Regions from separate parts of the Mus musculus genome. Here region 2 is linked to region 1. A link is a contact called in public Hi-C data. All regions are on one chromosome and are shown on one strand. The core of a region is the stretch at or near the end of the contact, and the rest is flanking DNA. Distances in the headings are between cores, read along the strand shown. Region 1 overlaps Abcd2 (ATP-binding cassette, sub-family D (ALD), member 2). Region 2 overlaps CN725425.

What was found. A called contact is a pair of places that touch in the nucleus more often than the background predicts.
Region 2: a Hi-C map of bone marrow-derived macrophages shows a contact between it and region 1, with 3 times the contacts expected there. The contact joins two enhancer-like sites. A contact is called at or near these places in 17 of 484 Hi-C or Micro-C datasets (ECoMG-derived neutrophils, bone marrow-derived macrophages, brown adipocytes and 11 more), 5 of 115 datasets of contacts at active chromatin or transcription factors (the HPC-7 cell line, acute myeloid leukemia, bone marrow-derived dendritic cells and 2 more) and 2 of 9 other capture datasets (adipose tissue and pancreatic islet).

Annotation. Positions count from the first base shown.
Region 1 is chr15:91,165,495-91,172,381 of GRCm38.p6, reverse strand. The region is part of intron 6 of Abcd2 (ATP-binding cassette, sub-family D (ALD), member 2); the gene reads left to right. Among named protein-coding and RNA genes, the nearest start is that of Abcd2, 23 kb to the left of the region's middle. Within about 2 kb of position 3,986, at least 68 of the 459 cell types and tissues checked have an H3K27ac peak or open chromatin away from gene starts, as enhancers often do. A contact at or near this core is called in bone marrow-derived macrophages and microglia, where this site is marked.
Region 2 is chr15:91,250,782-91,257,668 of GRCm38.p6, reverse strand. CN725425 reads right to left here. Exons shown (of 13, transcript XM_030248865.1): 11 at 4,743-4,806; 12 at 226-308. Among named protein-coding and RNA genes, the nearest start is that of CN725425, 55 kb to the right of the region's middle. Within about 2 kb of position 3,323, at least 13 of the 459 cell types and tissues checked have an H3K27ac peak or open chromatin away from gene starts, as enhancers often do. A contact at or near this core is called in bone marrow-derived macrophages and microglia, where this site is marked.

The DNA of each region.
Region 1 (6,887 bases), core at 2,737-5,236:
CTCTGGCTCAAGTTGTAAATTGGGAAACATGAATTCCTGAGAAATTGTGAAATCTCCCCAGCACTTCCCCAGTTGGTGTCTTCTAATGCTTTAGCAATGTTAATAATAAGAACCAGATCTTTAGAAATCTGAGCCGTCGTACAAGAATACAGAGTTGTTCTGTATAAATTGAGTTCAAATCATTTCCCCTCGCCCCGTCTCTTCCGGGACAGGAGAAGCTGGAACATCTGTAGGATTGAAGACAGAACGTTTCCGCTCAAATGTACATTAGGCAGTATCCTTCTGTAGGATGGTGAGTGGGAGGATGTGGGGGCTTTGCTCAAATAGAACCTATTCTGGCATTTCCAAGAGTCTGAAGGTCCTGTGCAATGTCACTTGCACTGCTTAATCAGGTGGCTGATGCCCTTCACCCCCTGCTGGGTCAGTTCTGACTCACTAGAAGCATCTTCCACTTGGGTATGTCCTGAATCATCCTGTCAACTCTTGGTGTATTTTCTCTTCTTCCCAGGCCTCTGAGGATAAGCTTATGACCGTCTGTTCTTGCTTTCATTCCTCAACTAATCTATAGCCCATTACTCCCTCACGTATGCCTTGGTGAGTTTCTGTCTGCCTGCTGCTGCCACAGCCCCCAAAGCCAGAGTTATGTGTGTTTGTTGAGTTTCCTCACTAGTCAACTCTCACAACGCACTAGCAGTCCCTCAGGGTGGGAAACAGAAATGGGACTTTGGAGAACATATAGAAAATGTAAAGAGGAGGGAAGAAGGGCAGACTGGCAACCTTCCCTTCATGCTGCTTTAGCTAAGCAACCCTCAGAGGAACATCTGCGCTTCACACCCTTCTCAGCAACCTACCCTGCAGTCCTTCAAATGTCCCTTCTCTCACTATTCTTCCTTGGAAGAAACTTCTCTGGAGAAGAGTGTTAACCGATCCTCCTACTACTCAAAACCACATGTCCATATAGTACATCAAACGGTCTGAGAGAGATTCAGTCCTCCTATGATCATAAAACAAAATGTGTATGAATTCTACCCATCTGTTACCCTGAGTCTTGGGAAATAAAACCTAAGCAAAAATGAGAGAAAGAATGCACTTATAAGGATTGTGTTAATTGCCATAAACTTCCTAGGGTGGGTAGTGCTGGCGTTGAATCTGTGGCCTCAGGCTTGCTAAGCATTCACGCGCCCAATGAGCTTTACCCCAGAACTGAATGACTGGCTGACAGATTTCCATTCTATTGGCAAATCTGCCCATCATATTACACTATGAACCATCTGTCCGTTTTGTTACTAGTGCTGGGTATGCTGCCTAGTCCCCCTTTGTGATGGATTAATAACTGTCAATTAACAGCTCTTTTTTTTTTAAAGGAAATTTCTGAAGCAGTGAAGAGGGCTCAGTAGACTGAGGTTGATTTCCTTGCTTTATAAGTTTTAGATACAAAAAGTTGAATGACATAATTTTCGTAGTGGTAAATCCGTCTTTTTGTTCAGTAGCTGTTGTTTTGCTAAAAACCACAAGAGTATTAGGAATGGTGTTAGGCATTCAAAGCTCAAATCGTGAGCGTGCTGTGTATGAGAAAGCACAGTGACGTGACTGGTTCAACCTGTGCATATTTCTATGACTGACAGTGAGTGTTGATGATTTGCTCTGCCTTTGTTTTGGCCAGAGAGCCACAGGAGTGGAATACAACTCTTCAGTTGTACAGTTCCCATAGCTTAGAGTTAAAAGTGTTGTTGAATGTTTATCAGTGTTGTCCAGTTAAACTATATAATTTAAAATTCTCATCTTCTGTTTATTTAAATCATTCGTGTTACTTTAATTTATTTAGAGCTATTTGTGCTCAACTCGGGAAACATTTATCATTTGGGGTGATTGCTCCAGCAATGCTGAGCACAAAAGTAGGAATTGTTCTTTTCAGTGTTCTTCCCTTTTTTCTTCCTTTGATTCAAATACAGAATAATCAAAAACCACAGAAATCTAACAATGAATTATATATAAAAAAAAACATATAGTTCAATGTTAGCACAGAAAAACTGAGAACATAGTGCAGATTTTTTTAAGTAGCTAAAATGCTTGGAATAACTAATAACTATAAAACTTAGTCATTGGGGTGGGTTTCACCTTAAAATCTCATACTATGAGAGTTAATAGTTTTCTAAATAAGCATATATGTAAGATTTCACAGAAAAACAATTACAATCTGTTGCTAAAATTCCTTCCCAGGAAGAGTAAAATTTATTTCAGGGGTATGTATTTCAGATATTTCTACTAGAGCCCTGAAAATTGTATAGGAAATTAAACATTATGGTACTGTAATTATTTTGCTTCATTTGTCCACCAGAAAAAATTAGCTGTTTTTCAAATTTAATTATTTAATTATTAGTACAATGTAGCCTTATTCATAATTATATAATATATAAATTTATTTTATAAGCATATAAATATTATGCCCAATATGTGGTTTATATATTTCTATATAGATCTATATAAATATATATTATAAATATATAAGATGATACATAAACATATTAACTACTAATATAATTATTAATTCTCTATCTGAGTTCTGTATTAAAAATACAGTATAAAAAAATTAACACTAAGCCAGGCATGGTGGCACACGACTTTCATCCCAGCACTCAGGAGGCAGAGGCAGGTGGATTTCCGAGTTCGAAGCCAGCCTGGTCTACAAAGTGACTTCCAGGACAGCCAGGGCTATACAGAGAAACCCTGTCTCATAAAGACCAAAAACAATAATAATAATAATAATCACTAAAATATTAAGAAATAGTAAGTACTAAATATTTTGATGAAGTTTTGGGTTTACCCTGCTTCTGTGATAATGAAGTCACCTGATGACTCTAAGCATTTTGAATCCTTTGACGCCCTGTAAACTGCATCAGTGAACTAGATGTTACCAAAAGCAAGGATCTAGATAAACTTGAAGTATTTTCTTGTGTACTCAACCGGATCTGTCTCTAAAGTCTACACAGAAACCTATTATCCATTAACCATGTTATGTCTAATAAAATTTACTATAGGATAAAAGCTAGCAGACAACTCTCTGATGAAGGTCAGTAATTTCATATTCACTTGTTCTGTTTTGTTTTGTTTTGTTGTGTTGTGTTGTGTTGTGTTGTGTTTTACAAGACTTTTTGTCAGTACTAGGGATCAACCAGCACTGAGTGGAAGGCCAGCCCTCCCTCAGCGAGCTAGACCTCCTCTGTCGCTCCTTTCAGTTTTGCTTTCACTTAGAGAACTCAAGAGAAATGAACCCTTTTTTTTATTGGATATTTTCTTTATTTACATTTCAAATGTTATCCCCTTCTGCAGCACCCCCTCCCTAACACATCCTCCCTCCTCCTGCTTCTATGAGGGTGTTCCTCCACCTACCTACCCACTCCCACCTCCCCGCCCTCGATTCCCCTACACTGGGGCATCTATCAAGTCTTCATAGGACCAAGGGCCTCTCCTCCCATTGATGCATGACAAGGCCATCCATCCTCTGCTGCATATGCAGCTGGAGCCATGTGTACTCCTTGGGTGATGGCTTAGTACCTGGGAGCTCTAAGTGGTCTGGTTTGTTGATATTGTTGTTCTTCCTATGGGGTTACAAATTCCTTCAACTCCTTCAGTCCATTCTCTAACTCCTCTATCGGGGACCCTGTGCTCAGTGCAGTGATTGTCTGCGAGCAAGAAATGAAGCTTTTCATTGGGTGACAGTCACTTACTGAGGGCCTTCCTCGGTGCCTGCGTTACAGTAAACAATCTTGCCTCATTACTTCAATCAGCTGCCTCATCCTGTACTCATGATAAATGGAATGAAATTAGTGAGGTTACAAACAAATTAGGTCAAGTTCAGAGTTGAGGGACAGTACTGCAAAAATGAGCGTGGGGATATAGCCCAGAACCACCTCTCCATAGCGCCTCATCACAGCCATGGCTCCGTGCTGTGTAGCATAGAGAACTGTAAGTATATGTGATGATGTCATCAACTCTGAGCCCTTCCCGAGGCTGTGGTTTGAAGCCTTTAGAAGCTGGGTGCACAGCTGTGGTTTTACCACTGTAATTTTGACTGTGCCACGTGACAAGACTGTTCCTTGCATTAACATCTATGCGTTAGGCTAAGGTGGAAGGACGTCTACATCTACCAATCTTGTGCTAAATCGGAGCTAGCATCAATTTAAAGGCAGTAAACGTTCCCTTTCCTAAGGTCCTGAGTAGATAGTGAGCACCCTGTGGCAGCTGCTCAGTAGCCCTACCAGTGCTACCGTTGTTATTCGTAGATGTGAATTTAAGATACTTCTGCATGAGATTGCTTTAGATGATTGCATAAGCAAATGAACATGAACTGTAGTTCTGCTGCAAGAAAGTGTGGTTAGAATGGAAATGGAAAGTAAAGAGAAGGAGAAACCTTAAACGTATGGGGGGAACGTGGCTGGGAATGGTACAGCCATTTTGGAAAGCAGCCTGGCAGTTTCCCAGACAGTTCTTTGTCCCCCACAATTCCATTTACTGTTTTATACCCACTGTGTGTCATGCCCTAAAGAAGGAAACACTGAAATATCCTTTAGTAGACGAATGGATGAAGCAAATGTGCCACACACCCACAATACAATGTTATAATATGGCTCAGCCCTAGAAATGAACATGGCACATTCTCAAACACACTTGTCATTAGGAAGAAGTCAATCACAAGAGGGCACATGTTGTGTGAGTCTGTGCATCTGAAACATCGAGGACAGGCAAATTCATGCAGACAGAAAGCAGACTAGTTGCATAAAGCAGCCAGATGACAGTGTCGGACCCTGGCTGTGGGACTTATGGGTGTGGGAATCAAGAAAAGTATTCTCAAGTTGGGAGTGATGGCCACCTGAACTTGTGTGTGCATTAAAATAAATACACACTGAATTATGGATATTAAAGGCTGATATAATATTTGAATCATGTGCCAAGTTAAGCAAAGATACTTAAGTGGTCCCTTGTATTACGTATATATGTGTAGTTGGAACACAAATGATTATTTCAAATATTCATTAAATATATTATGAAATAATTATGCACTGTGTAAGCCTCAAAGAAACTCTTTATAAATACTGTGAAAGTGCAAGTGGACATTTGGTCAGCAAAACATGTTTGTATTTAAAGCCTTCTTTCTCCTCAGGAAAACACAGAAAGCTAGTATAATTCTTTTTTTTAAATAATTTTTCTAATATGTATAAGTGCTTCGCCTGCATGTATTTCCATGTACCACATGAGGACCTGGTTGTTCATGGAAGTCAGAACAGGATATTAAATCTGGTGGCACTTAAAGACAGTTGTGAACTACTGTGTGATTTATGGGGACCAAATGTGGCTCCTCTACAAGAGTAGCCAGTGCTGGGACTGGAGAGATGACTCAGCAGTTAAGAGCACTGACTGCCAGCTATTGGATGGATCACAGAGCCCCCAATGGAGGAGCTAGAGAAAGTACCCAAGGAGCTAAAGGGGTCTGCAACCCTATAGGTGGAACAACAATATGAACTAACCAGTACCCCCCAGAGCTCGTGTCTCTAGCTGCATATGTATCAGAAGAAGGCCTAGTCAGCCATCATTGGAAAGAGAGGCCCTTTGGTCTTGCAAACTTTATATGCCTCAGTACAGGGGAACACCAGGGCCAAGAAGTGGGAGTGGGTGGGTAGGGGAGTGGGGGGAAGGGTATGGGTGACTTTTGGGATAGCATTGAAAATGTAAATGAAGAAAATACCTAATAAAAATGAAATTAAAAAAAAGAGCACTGAATGCTCTTCCAGAAGTCCTGAGTTCAATTCCCAGCAACCACAAGGTGGCTCACAAACATCTGTAATGGGATCTGATGGCCCTCTTCTGGTGTGTCTGAAGACAGCTACAGTGTACTCATATACATAAAAATAAATAAATCTTAAAAAAAAAAAAAGAAAGAGTAGCCAGTGCTTTTAGCTGCTGAGCTGCAGAGGTTAGCCCTTGCTGTCTAGATAAGACAGACTCTAGGATAGCCTGATGTTCCTCGCTGAGCCACTCAGGCTGTATAGGGTTTATGGAGTCTCTGCCTCTGTTAGTTCCCACTGCTGCTACCACAAGTCACCAGAAGATGGGTAGTTTGAAGCAACTGCGAGTCATGCTCTCATTGTTTGGGACTTAGGCCGAGCTCTTATCAGTTTACTATTGTGTGAAGGGTCAGAGGTAAGGCAGGAATGGGTAGAGCACTTGCTGTGTAAGCAAAAAGAAATCTACCATATTGCCTACAGGATCTGGCCTTCTGAAAGGGTGGCTTTCAGATGTTCCAGATGGGAGTGGAGTAGGAAACTGTTTTAAATCATTTTTAAGTGAGTTGAGGCTATGTAGCCAAAGTTACTTAAGTTAATTTATTCCATTCCTATTCTTCTCCTACTCTTTTCTGTAGTCATCTTATCTATCTGATACTTATAAAAAATAAACATCCAGTTTCTTGCATTTCAGCTAATTGTTTAGTTAATTTTATTTATCAGATAGTAACATTTTAATGTGACTATAAAATCAAAACTTGTATTGAAAAGATGTAACACACTCACACCTTTAATCCCAGAGCTTCAGAGATAAAAGCAGGTGGATCTCTATGAGTTTGAGGTCAGCCTGGTCTACAAAGATGGTGTGGGGCCAGCCAGGGCTACATAGTAAGACTCTGTCTCCAAAAATAGTAAAGAAAAAGAAACAGAAAGAGGGAGGGATAGAGGAAAGAAAGAAAAGAGAGAAAAGAAGGAAGGAAAGAGAGAGAGAAGAAAGAAAGAGAGAGAGAAAGAAAGGAAGGAAGGAAGGAAGGAAGGAAGGAAGGAAGGAAGGAAGGAAGGAAGGAAGAAATTTAGAGAGGATGTTTCCTCTCTGCTCTACTCTAT
Region 2 (6,887 bases), core at 2,074-4,573, 86 kb before region 1:
AGATGTAAATCACTAATACTTGGTCAAATAGTTAATTTTACTTTATTGTTTACATTTTTCTAACATTACATTTTAAATTTTCCTAAGATTTTTAACTTTGAAAATAACTTTTGTTTGTGTAATTTTTTTTCTATGGTTGGCTGAACTCTTCTTAAAGTAAAAAGAGACAAAAATGATGTTAAATTAATATAGCATACATTAATAAGCCAAAAATCAGTGACTTACCAAGTCAGTACTGGAGCTGAACGTGCTCTCGGTCGGCCGAGGAGAGTAGCTGGCAGACTGGCTGCTCTGCGAAGACTCCAGGTCTGAAAGAAAGGTTCATTCGTGCTACGCATGCGTCAGCAAAGTGAAAGGCATCGAGTGTCACTGACTGAGCAACCGGCGCTGTTAAATGTGCCAGGCTTACTTAAAGGTTTGAAGTTTAACACTTGTTTTTCTAGCAGGACAAATAGGTGTTTTCTCTTTAAAAGATTTGTGTCCACAAGTAAATTAAATTTCAAAATGACATAAAATAAGAGTAGAGAAAATAGGATTGACTTTTCAATATATGAACCATTTTTAAGAGCGAATATCTTAAAGTGTGACCCAGGAGGCACCAAGCTCATGAAGCCTGCGGCATGGGGTGCCTGCTTGTCTAGCGAGCAGACATCTCAGTGCAGTCAGGACTGTGCGATGCCGCCTAGCATGTCAGTATCTGCTTAGTCAATTACTTTTCAATTCCAAATAAAGTTTGGAATGGGACTGGATGTATGTCGTGGCTTTGTACCACACATAAACACTGCAGAACAATGGCAGCTTCCATTACCTTGTGCCTTGGTTTATGTATTTTCAACAAGAAAAGCAAGCAGAAATGAAAACCAAGCAGGAACGCATAAGGAAGCAGTCACCCTCACTCACTGCAATTAACCATGAGCACTAGCTACTCATGTCCTGTGTCAGGACTGATGCTCTCTGTAACAGAAACTGAGCTCCGCTAGCTGTGAGGGACAGAACCTAGTTGTGCTCTAATACCTGCATACACGAGAACAAAATAAATTAAAAATTAATTTTAAAAAGTTATACTTCCACAGGGCAGTTATCTCTGAAGAAAAGTGAGGACTTGATATGACTGATAACAGTATAATCGACGCCTCCTCTGCCTTCATAAGGCTCAGCACGTGCATAGGCGCTATCATCCCAGACACCACAAAGAAGAAGCATGGTGGCTCCCGAGGCCTCACCAAGAACACAGGATGAAACGGTGTGAGGACAAAAGGGACAGCTCACTTCAGCAGTTCCTGAGCAACAACGACACAGGTCGCTAAGGTGGTCTCTAAGGCTAAGCGGACATGCTCTCAAAGTGTTCATGATCTTGTGCTGCAGAGAGGAAGTGTGTGGTTTGAATAAGAATGGCCTCGTTAGGTGAACTCACATAAGTAGATGTTTAGTTCCTGGCAGAGTCTGTTTAGGAGGGATGAGGGGTGGGACCTTGTTGCAGAAAGTGTGTTACTTTGAGACCTCAGAGGCCCAGTCTCTCTGTCTGTCTGCTGCTTGTGGATCAGATGGCGAGCTCTCAGCTACTGCTCTAACACCATGCCTGCCGCCGCCATGCTTCCTGCCATGATCACCACTGGCTCAACCTCTGAAACTGTAAGCAAGCCCCAAGTCACATGCTTTCTTTCCTAAGAGTTGCCTTGGTCATGGTGTCTCTTCACAGCAATAGGATAGCACCTAAGACAAGGAGTGTGACTTTGTAGGAAGAGGTGTGCCATTGGGGTAGGTCTTGAGGATTCAGAAGCCAACTTATTCCCAGTCAGTTTGCTCTCTTTCACTCTGCCGCCACACGCTTGTGGATCCGGATGTAAGTTCTCAGCTCCTGCGCCACTGCTGTACTTGCCTGCCTACTGCTACCCTCTCCACCATGATGGTCATGGACTCAATCCAAACAAGATTTGGCTATACCCGTGCTCTCACCTGCACTGCAGAAATGAGAGATGACTCAGGTTATGGGAAGGTAAGAGGGGGTGCACCATACAGCATGCGAGATCAAACAGACAGGCAACAGAGACAGGAGTCCAACTGTGGCACCACAGCCTAAAGCTAGGAATGCACACTGGGCAGAGGTACTACTCAGCAGAGTTCCTACCCAGCCAAAGTACACACAACCGTAGGAGGAAGAATAAGGAAGTTGGTGCACTATTCCAATGGCTGTGGCACAGGGAAAGAGGCTGGCAGGCCTTCCACACCTGCTCAGAGCCTGAGTCACAAAGAGTTACTTCTTTGTAAAGATGCTTAAAATACCAGAGGCAAGGTCATACTTGCAGGCAGGAAATACAGCCTGGGGAACTCTCTCTGTCTCAGTCACAGAAATCCTCAAAGGACATACTTGACTTATTTGAATTACTAGGGCAAGCAGCCTTCTCTCCCACCCATAGGGACTGATGGAAAAGACAAGAGAAGGCAGATAAAATCAACTGGGAAGAAATATTGACTGGGTTCATAACAGTTTCTACCTACTTTTTTTTCTGGGATGTCAAAAGAGAAAAAAAATCCCTGAATGAATGTGTAGGGAATGGGTGAGTCCCGAGCAAGTGAACTGCTCCCACAGCTGGCGTGAACACAGCCATGTCAAGGACTCCAGGGCCTCCAATGCAAATGACAAAGCTGCCCCTGGTCTGTGTGCAGTACTGACCACGTATAAGCAACATAGTGACTGCAGCTTCTTCCTCCCTCCAGGGATTTAGAGCCTGAGACCACTTCCCACAGAGACCTCATACTGAGGCTGGATCCACCTGCATCCTTGTTCAGCTGCACACAAACGTCTTCCTCCCTGACTCAGATGTATCTAAGAACCACGCTGGTTGTCCAGGTTATCGCTGCTGTGCACTCCATCAGCACACTCATTGCATGCAACTCCAGAGTTTCCGTATGTGTGCTGTCAGTTCTTCACTCTCATTGGCCGGTCAGGGCAATCCGTAAAGTTGAGCAGGTCATGGCACTTCTTAAACTTCATCTTCCACTATTGACATTTTGTGCTTTAATTGTTCTTAGTTGTGCTTTAACTTGTCTCTCCCTATTTTCCAGGAAAGGCTGCTCTGGCTGTGTTTTCCACTTTGCAACATAGTTTACCCTTATACTAGCCTTTCTCATTCTTACTTTACTCGCTTGTTTTTCCTTCTCCCACTATTTCCTCAAAAACAAAACAAACAAACAAAAAACAAACCTCTTGCCTATAAAAAAATTGCAAAGTAAAATTTCCACACATACTATTCTATGGTGTCTGTCTGAATTTCGGGGACAAGGGGAAGTGCACACATTTCTAGTACAAGCTGACACTGGAATGTCATCAAATCACTATATCTGTTACTCAGCCAACTTCCCCCTAAAGAGTCAAGTGAAGACAACTCACCAGAACTCACACAAGATAAATGAAGTTCAGACAAACTCAGCAGATTAGGAAAGACAAGTAGACAAACCAATCAGTAACTTCAGGCAAAATTTGAAATACAGAGGAAAAATTCAGCCAGGAACTAGAAATACAAAAGAAGAGAAGGAAGAAAAGGAAGAGGAGGAGGATGAAAAAGAGGAAGAAAAGAGGAAGAGGAAGAGAAGGAGGAGGAGGAGGAACAAGAGGAGGAGGAGGAGAAAGAGAAGGAAGCTAACAGAAAATTAGGAAAGAAAAGAGCCAACACAACAAACAGCTCGGTGGACTCATCAACAGCTGAGACCACACGGAGAAAATGCCAAGGACGGAGACAAATCAAGACAAATGCCCTACGGTACATGCAAAGAGAAAGCACAATGAGCCTGACAAGATGTTCGAGAACTCTGGAGCATGATTGCAAGGACAACCCCAAGAATCCAAGGTAAAAATGAACTAGAGAGAATCAAACAGCATCAACAGTTTGTTCAAAAAATTATAGCACAAGTACTAAACCCAGAAAAAGAAACCCCCTACCTTTACACCCCAAAAGGTAGGGGGTGTAAAGCCCCCAAAGGACCTGAGCAGAGAAGAACCTCTCCAGGGTGTAGCACAGTTAGAATGCCAAAAACACACAAGAAGCGCAACATTCAAAGCTGTAAGAGGAAAATACCAATGGCAGAAATGTCAGACTAACAACATCACATCTCACGTCAACTTGGAAAGTAAATAACTGTCGATCAGAATTGCTACACCTACGAAGATTATCTTTTGAGCTTGATGGAGAAATAACATTTCAAGATAAGCACAAGCTAAGATAATTCAGGAAATATACCTAAGAAGAACTTTTATGTGTGTTCCAGAACTATCAAGAATGGTCAGAATAGCCAAGGACACAATAGTGACAGCACCAGAGTCCAGCGCCAGAAGATGCACAAGTCTAATAGAGCGTGTAAATGCACACGGTGCTGGATGGCAGGAAAAAAACTAATCCGTGAAAGCCACGAATAACAGAGTGGACGGATCTCAAAATAGAATATCTGCTGAAAAGGGAAAACAGACTAAAAAAAAAAAAAAAAAAAACAAAACAGGTAATAGTGACCTCTACGGACCATAGTAGGAAATGCAACAGGCCACATTCAAACTACAGCTGTGAAATTGTAAATTTACACTATATGCGTTCATTGTTGACTATTTTATAAAAGAAAAAACAAATTTAATGAATTGTATTTTAGAATATCTATGAAATACATACTGGTAAACCCTTTAAAACATTTAAAATTCAGTTTCTATCTTTTTCTTTTCTAAAATAATAAACTTAACACATAGTTATACTCACAGATTTTCTCAGTAGACATAGGCTGCCCTTTTAAAGGACACATTCCTCTTCTTTCCATTGGGATCTAGAGAAAAGAATCAAAAATTTAAAAACCCAAAGTAGGGATAACAGTATTCATTTATATCTACACTGTCAGCCTGTTTATACCACTTCTGCTTTGTATTACTTTCTTTCAATAAAGACAACTTCACAAAGAAAACCCTCTCCAACTGAATTGAAATTCCACTCGGCTTAGAAACATCGAGAACAGAGGAAAGCTTTGCTAAGAACTACAGCACTAACAAAAGGAGAGGCTGCGCTCCATCATGGAGCGCGTAGCTGAAAATAAATGCAAGAGACTAAAGTACTTGAGAATTTAGTCTGCTATACTTTTTCTGGATTTGTTTTGTTTGTTCGTTTGTTTGTTTTGTCTTTTAGGTTGGCTATCAGTTACTACTTCTCCTTTTAAAGATACAGTCAGAGCTTAGGATTGTAAATCACCTTCAGAACACACAATTGGTGTAAATTTACTACTTTTCTATGTAATTAATGATTTTTGTTTCCTTTATCGTTTTTTAAAACCAGGGTGTTTCTTAATTTCTAGGAAGTTAGTGAGGTTAAACAACTGGGTTTATTTTGTTGTTCTACTCCGGGTTCTTATAAATAAAGCCTGATAAGAGACTATGGCTACAGATGTCTCTGCTGGGAGGGTGTGGTGCCTTTTATCTCTGAAAGGCTACGTGACAGTTTGTATGGACAGAAAGGAGCACTTGCTGTGCCTTTTGGTGGGACACAGTTAAGGAGATATTGTCAAGCTGTCTCTCTTTCCTCTTGGACGTAAAGCCAGTTTACATTTCTCCCAAAGGAGAGGGAGCTCTGCTTGCTCCCTGGACCCAATATCTGTCTGAATTGCTTTTCTGTTACTGCAATAAACCATAGGACCATGGGAACTTAGAGAAGAGAGTGTTTACTGTGGAGGTGTCTGGCTTCCGAGGGTTAGAGCTCAGGACAGCTGAGCACAGGCAGGGCAACCTGACCAGCTAAAGCTTACATCTGGATTCAAAAGATGGGGGAAGAATTAGACACTTAAAAGGATGTGAGTCCTTCTGAAACCTCAAGGTCCACTTCCAGTTATACTCCCTCCAACGAGGCCACACTTCCTAATCCTGCCCAAAGAGGTCCATCAACTGGGGAGCAAATACCAAATGTAGGAGCCCATGGCGGCCACCCAAAGGAGAGGGGGCTCTGCTTGCTCTGCAGGAGAGAGGGGCTCCCTCAGCCTGAGAGCAGCGCTTCATGCTTACTAAGATTGCAAGTGCTGCTTCCTTCTTCTCCTTCCATGGGCTCTGCCCTCCCAAAGGCAAGGACAGTATTGCGTATGATCTATATTTGTCAATATTATGCACACACATAACCAATAGCTTTTATTTTTAATCTTTGTATCTATGATCTAGAAATGCATAGGGCTTTTTCTTTTTTACTTTGAAGCTCTTCACAATGTGTATGGTAATTTCAAAGCACCTCTGATTCCTTCCATTTTATGTAGGAGTGTGACTTCATTTACTTTCTACCTTAGTCAGGTGCCCCAGTGTGGCAGAAGAAACAGAGAAATGAGGGGGAGGAAAGAAGCTCAGTATAGGAGGGGACAAAGGGACAAGGGATAAATAACATGGGGGTTGTTTGTGTTGAAAGCCTCTAGAAACCATAGTCTGTCTATTTACCTAAAACTATGCATAATACATGTGAGTATACATGTATATGTATGTTATCGACATTACTGGAGCTTTTGTATTTTAAGACATCTCTTCTGTTTACAGCTCAGTTTAGAGGGTACGTCTTTATTATTTATACTGGGGAAATGTGGGTTCCTTAAAATCAGCTCAGCAACAGCACTAATGACCACATGCCCGCAGTGGAGAGGCCCCCCTTGTGTCCTCTAACCATGTTCTATTAGCACTCCTCACAGCTTCCTGCTGTGTCACTCAATCTCCTCTTCTGCCTTGCTGAAATGCTAGGGCTTTTCTGGAAGCTGTCTACTAACTTGTATTCTAAACCTTTTCTCCTGAGAACTGTATACATGATGTATTCAACAAAGACCAATGTATTAACGACTCGCGGCTTCAGCTGGCCTACAGCCTGTGAATGCAAATGCCTAAAACCATAGGC